Linked DNA regions of Gossypium hirsutum: region 2 is linked to region 1. A link is a contact called in public Hi-C data. All regions are on one chromosome and are shown on one strand. The core of a region is the stretch at or near the end of the contact, and the rest is flanking DNA. Distances in the headings are between cores, read along the strand shown. Region 1 holds the start of LOC121212191 (protein RADIALIS-like 1). Region 2 holds the start of LOC107952138 (NADH dehydrogenase [ubiquinone] iron-sulfur protein 8-B, mitochondrial).

What was found. A called contact is a pair of places that touch in the nucleus more often than the background predicts.
Region 2: a contact with region 1 is called in a Hi-C map of leaf, with 3 times the contacts expected there. The contact joins the promoter of LOC107952138 here to the promoter of LOC121212191 in region 1. A contact is called at or near these places in 6 of 34 Hi-C or Micro-C datasets (hypocotyl and leaf).

Annotation. Positions count from the first base shown.
Region 1 is chrA13:4,061,903-4,064,602 of Gossypium_hirsutum_v2.1, reverse strand. It overlaps LOC121212191 (protein RADIALIS-like 1), which reads left to right and starts at 1,282. Exons shown (of 2, transcript XM_041084533.1): 1 at 1,282-1,672; 2 at 1,766-1,811. The coding sequence starts at 1,425. The coding sequence ends at 1,667.
Region 2 is chrA13:4,193,965-4,196,664 of Gossypium_hirsutum_v2.1, reverse strand. LOC107952138 (NADH dehydrogenase [ubiquinone] iron-sulfur protein 8-B, mitochondrial) reads left to right here and starts at 1,379. Exons shown (of 8, transcript XM_016887416.2): 1 at 1,379-1,609; 2 at 1,793-1,871; 3 at 2,472-2,525; 4 at 2,621-2,700. The coding sequence starts at 1,556.

The sequences.
Region 1 (2,700 bases), core at 33-2,532:
TTCAAGTTGACAACAAAGAGAACATGTAGATATTTGTCAACTGGTCACTTATACAGTGATAAATGACTTGCATGCATTACTATCACGAATTCAAACTTGGATTATATATACTTCAAATGCTAGCTATATCATGCTTGAATTTCACTTCCAGGGGGTTCAGCTCAACAGTAATCTGCATATTAGGAGATTGCTTAATTTACACCAGTAATGGGATTTCAAACTTTATATATATATATTGACTAGCTGAAGCCTATTAGTCACTTTATATATTCTCAAAACCAGATTTTTGCTGATAATTTTTTGGGGCAACAACCTTTTAAATAAAAACTAAGAGAATAAATAAATAAAAATAAAAGGCCAAAACATGCTGACAGTCCCTGTGCTTTCATAGAAATTTGAGATTTAATTTTGATACTTTAAAAAATTAAATTATTTTGCATTTCGATTTAATAATCTTAATTTAATCATTAACACAATTACTATTTCTTGTCAAAATTAAATCTGATCATTAACACGGTAAATTTTGAAAAAAAAAATGATTGTATTAGAATTTTTTGTAGGAGAAGGTAAAAATTTTTAATTTTTAACTTTAAAGCATATCTGAAGGCATATTTGAAGAAGGGTTAAAGTCCACATGGGGGGAAGGGCCAATAAAAGATTCTTTCAAATAATTGTAATTTGGTAGAGCATGACTAACATGAAGTCAGTTAAGGAATGATTCTGGATCTTCATCATTGGAGATATGGACCAGCCAAGAAGCTTAGTCTTACTTATTTTGTTCACCCAAAATGACCCATTATTCAAAATCAGTTTCCCATTTCAACAAGGGCTGCTAACTCTATAAACCATATGGATATCTTGTTTATTTCTTTATATGATATCAAGTTTTGGGTATGTTTTTTTTGCACATCTTAGGGACCAATTTGAAAGAGTTTGCATCGAACAATTTACCATGCATTTTTTACCAAATTTGGTCCTATCTCTGTTACAATATTTGCACATTAATGCCTCATAAAAAAGGAACTTTTACTTCGCATCATATAATATGCAGAATATTATGCCAAGAAAAGGACTTAAAATGCTACATTTACTTATAAAACACCTTTTTAAAAAAAAAAACTGATTCTCTTACATTACTGTTTCTTCTTCTTCTTTGTACTCCAATTTTTGTGGTTCCTAAGGAGACAAATCATTAAAATTCTTGCAAGATTTCTACGCCAACTGGTCATATACCCCACCACTCCGCTCCTTATATAGAGAGCAACCATTGCCAACTCTCTGCTCATAACAATCCCTTTGGTTGCAGTCTCTTAGTACCTTGTGCAATCTATTACATATCACTTTCTTTTAGCCATTCTAAGTAGTGATTCTTTGACCCTTTTTTCTTCTTTGAAACTGATATATACATAATTTTAGAACAAAGAATGGCATCGAGCTCAATGTCGTCCCGTGGTTCAGGTTCATGGACAGCCAAACAAAACAAAGACTTTGAAAGGGCTTTGGCTGTGTATGATAAGGACACCCCTGACCGTTGGTACAATGTTGCCAAAGCTGTTGGTGGGAAAACTGCTGAGGAAGTTAAGAGGCACTATGAGCTGCTTGTGGCTGATGTCAAGTATATTGAATCAGGCCAAGTTCCCTTCCCTTACAGGTCCAATGGAAATTAGCCAAGGTAACTATATTACTTTGCCAACTTTAAACCCTTTTTTTTTTATAACCATGCATGATGCCCTGAGACCTTGGTGGTTTGATATGTGATATGCAGGGATGGAAAATCTGAAACTGAATTGAAGCATGAAGTTGAATCATTTCTCCACCTACAATAAAGATGATCATCTACTATACTAGCTATTATTAATGATAGAAGATTAATCAGCCATTAATTCTAAGTTTTGTTGTGCTCTTCTATTTATGTTTCGCCTATAAATTTGTACGAGGAAAAGGCACATAATTGTGATCCTTACTTCCCCCACCCCACCCTGTGTTTTTTTGTTTGTGAAAGAATCTCTTGTTGGAATACATAATATCATATATATATATATATATTACGTACTTCGTTTTTGCCTTTTAGTGCTTTCATTTTCACTACAAACAACTTAAATATTTAACAATTTTAAAGCCATTTTCTTACTTAAAAAAAGCACATGAAAATCCAACTCAAAAGGTAAATTAGTTCATGCAAAAGCGAATAGTTTTTATTAATCTACGATCCGAAAATCATGCAAATCATTGGATGCCCTAAAAGTAAATATATTCTTTATAAATTATTAACATCCTTAATTTTTTTAAAAAAATAATAGTGACATATAAATTAAGATCCAGATATTAGTAGATTTAGGATAAGATTAAGCATCGAGACCTTAACTGATAAACTCTCAATTATGTCCTCATATGGCTAATGACAGGTAGGTCAAATTTCAACAATGTGCTTCAACCATGCATGCAACCAGGCCGACAGCATCTGCTTCTCTTAGATGACGTTTAACATATAATTAATAACCTTGTCGGTCCAAATTAACCTAAGCTTAAGCTATAAAAATTTGCATATACATAGGATTTATATCTATATAACCTAAAAGATACAATACCAACAGAAAAAAAAAACTGAAAATATTAAAATTAAATGGTGGATGGGTTTTACTGTTTATGATTTTGTCTATTGTTAACTTTTAAATGAATATGTTTGCTTTTATTTATTTA
Region 2 (2,700 bases), core at 130-2,629, 130 kb before region 1:
TTAACTGTATCTAGTCAACAACTATTAAAAGAATTTCATTAAAAACTCGAATAGCAATAGAAAAGCTTTTTATTAGTTCAATCGAAATACAAACAGCACAATTCGCCATGAAAAGAACAAGCTAAATTGAATGTTGGAAATGGGTAATGATGAAAATTATAATATTAGTAAAAAATTTCCTATGGCCCTGATATTATAATGATGAAAAAAGGCCCAAGAAGAAATGGTCATGACTCTATTCATTATTCAATCCACCACAGAAAAACTGAAAAAACAATTCTATATATTTCATTTCATTGCTCACTGCCTCACTCCCCATGATTTCAATTTTCATGTACGTTTACCATTTTTATTGTTTAGGGTTTTTTTTTTTACATAGCTGCTTGTAAAATCTAATATATATATTAAAATTTCATATGTACAAAAGAAGACAGCAAGTCAGCAACCATGGATAGCATTGGTTAAGATGAAGTGAAGAGGTAAGAAGTTAGAAGAAAGCAAACCTGGTACTCGGCGACTTCGGCGACTTGGTGACTCGGCGACTCCCGATTCTACTATTGAGTGTTTGTTGGGTGTTGGGTGTTAAGAGTTAAGACTGAGACTGAGATTTAGGGCTATGGGTGTTGTTGGGACTGTGTTTGTGACAGTGTGAGTGTGAAAGTGAAATTTGTGAAATTTGTGAAATTAGGGAGGAGAGCTGGAGGTGTGTTGTGAATAGGGGTGTTGTTAGGGGTGTTTGCTCACTCTGCTGCTGAGAAATGGACCAAACGGTAATGGTCTAATGGACAGCACACAGCAGGCCAAGTTCTACCCTTCTTGGGCTAGGGCCTATGGCTGTTGAATACTTACATTTGGGCTGTCTTATTCGGCCCAACTCCCTTAAACTGTAAATTCGGTTTACCCGAATTTGTTCGGTTAACCGACCCGTTTCGAACCGATTTAACCGTTAACCGAACAAATCAAAAAACCTTAACCGACCCCCGACCGAATAATGCACAGCCCTAATAACACCTATCTATTCATTGTTTTTTTCAAAATATTTCTAAGACTGAATTCAAATTAGAATTGTCTAAATTATTCGTTTTTCTATTTAAAATAATAAGTAAATATTTTTTATTTAAATTTATTTATAAAAGTGTATAAATATTTATATAAAATTATTATTTTTTATTTTTTTAAACAATAAAACAGATTAAACCGAGTCAGCTCAAAGTCAAAAACTATAAACCCAAGCCCGACCATGAGTACAATTTTTCTGTGAATAACTAAAACGAACCAAACATGAATGTGTTATTCTTGGGCTTAGCCCGTTAGGGAATGTTCTCTCCCTGAAGCCCACATTAAGATAATACTACTGTAATAGGCTTGCAATTGCAAACCCCTAAACGTTGCCGTTTTGGTGTTTCAAGTCGAACCGATTCTATCGAAGGCATCGTGAAAATCCCTCAATTAATCGGGAGATTTTCTTTTTCCAGTTCCTTGGTTGTACAGCTCTGCTCGGCGACGATCTGATCGTCTTCGTCTGTCTGATTAACACCAACTTCAATCAAAATCAATGGCTGCAATCTTCGCTCGTAACTCTCTCAACGCTCTCCGAGCTCGACACCTTGTAAGAACTCGTTTCTTCATCCCCCTCTAGAACGTAATCATTATTTTGCTTTTCAGATCTTTTTATCTAGATTTAAGCTAAATAATTTCGTAATATTGTTTATCAAGGAAACGATTTTTAGTTCAATTTTCTTTTGTAAGGATTTTTTTTTGAAATTTTTTATGAATGTATATATATGTATAGGCTGTGTCAGGGCAAGTGTTGCAGGGTTCACAGCACTACGGGTTGCGACTCAGTTCACGCTCATATGGCACGCAGAAAGGTTGGCTTTTTATTTCTTCTTCTCATTTTTATCTAAACCTAAATGTTTACATGTTTATATGTCATGGTTTGAATTTCGAAAAGAGTGTGGAAATGGTGAAAAATGCAGTTCCTTTTCTATTTGGATTCATTGGTCTACCAGAAATACTACTAGAACAGTTTTACCACATTGGTCGGAACACAAATCGCTACATTTTGTAAAACCTAATTCGATAGGGTACTCTTCTCTGGATCATTTGTTAGGAACGAAATGCTATTTATTGGAACCTAAAACATTTCTTTGGAACTTTTATGTATATGTATGTATATAGCTTTTATATTTATTTAAACACATAATTCTGAATAAATAAAATTTGAAGTTTTGTGAATTATTTGTTTTACTCAATAATGTTATAATAAACCATATCTTAAGCGGATCACTAGTCTTACTGAATTGGATGGCTAGTGTTTCTTGACTGGGATCGTGCGAACCAATTCAGAATTTGCTGTAGAAATAGTGATTTCTTGTAACAGAGCTCTAGAAAATGCATGTGAGTGCTTTTAAGTGCATAGCTAATGATCCCCATGTTTGTTCATGGATGTTTTTATTTGTAAATTGTAGATGATGAAGAAAGAGAGCAGCTTGCAAAGGAGATTTCAAAGGACTGGAGTTCTGGTAATGTAGCGTGCCGGAATGTCTCTGTTTCCATTGCTTCTTACATCATTTTCTTTTAGGAAGTGATTGGTTTCTCATATTCTGCACAATTGCAGTTTTCGAGAGAAGCATAAACACACTGTTTCTAACTGAAATGGTTCGGGGTCTCATGCTGACACTCAAATACTTCTTTGAA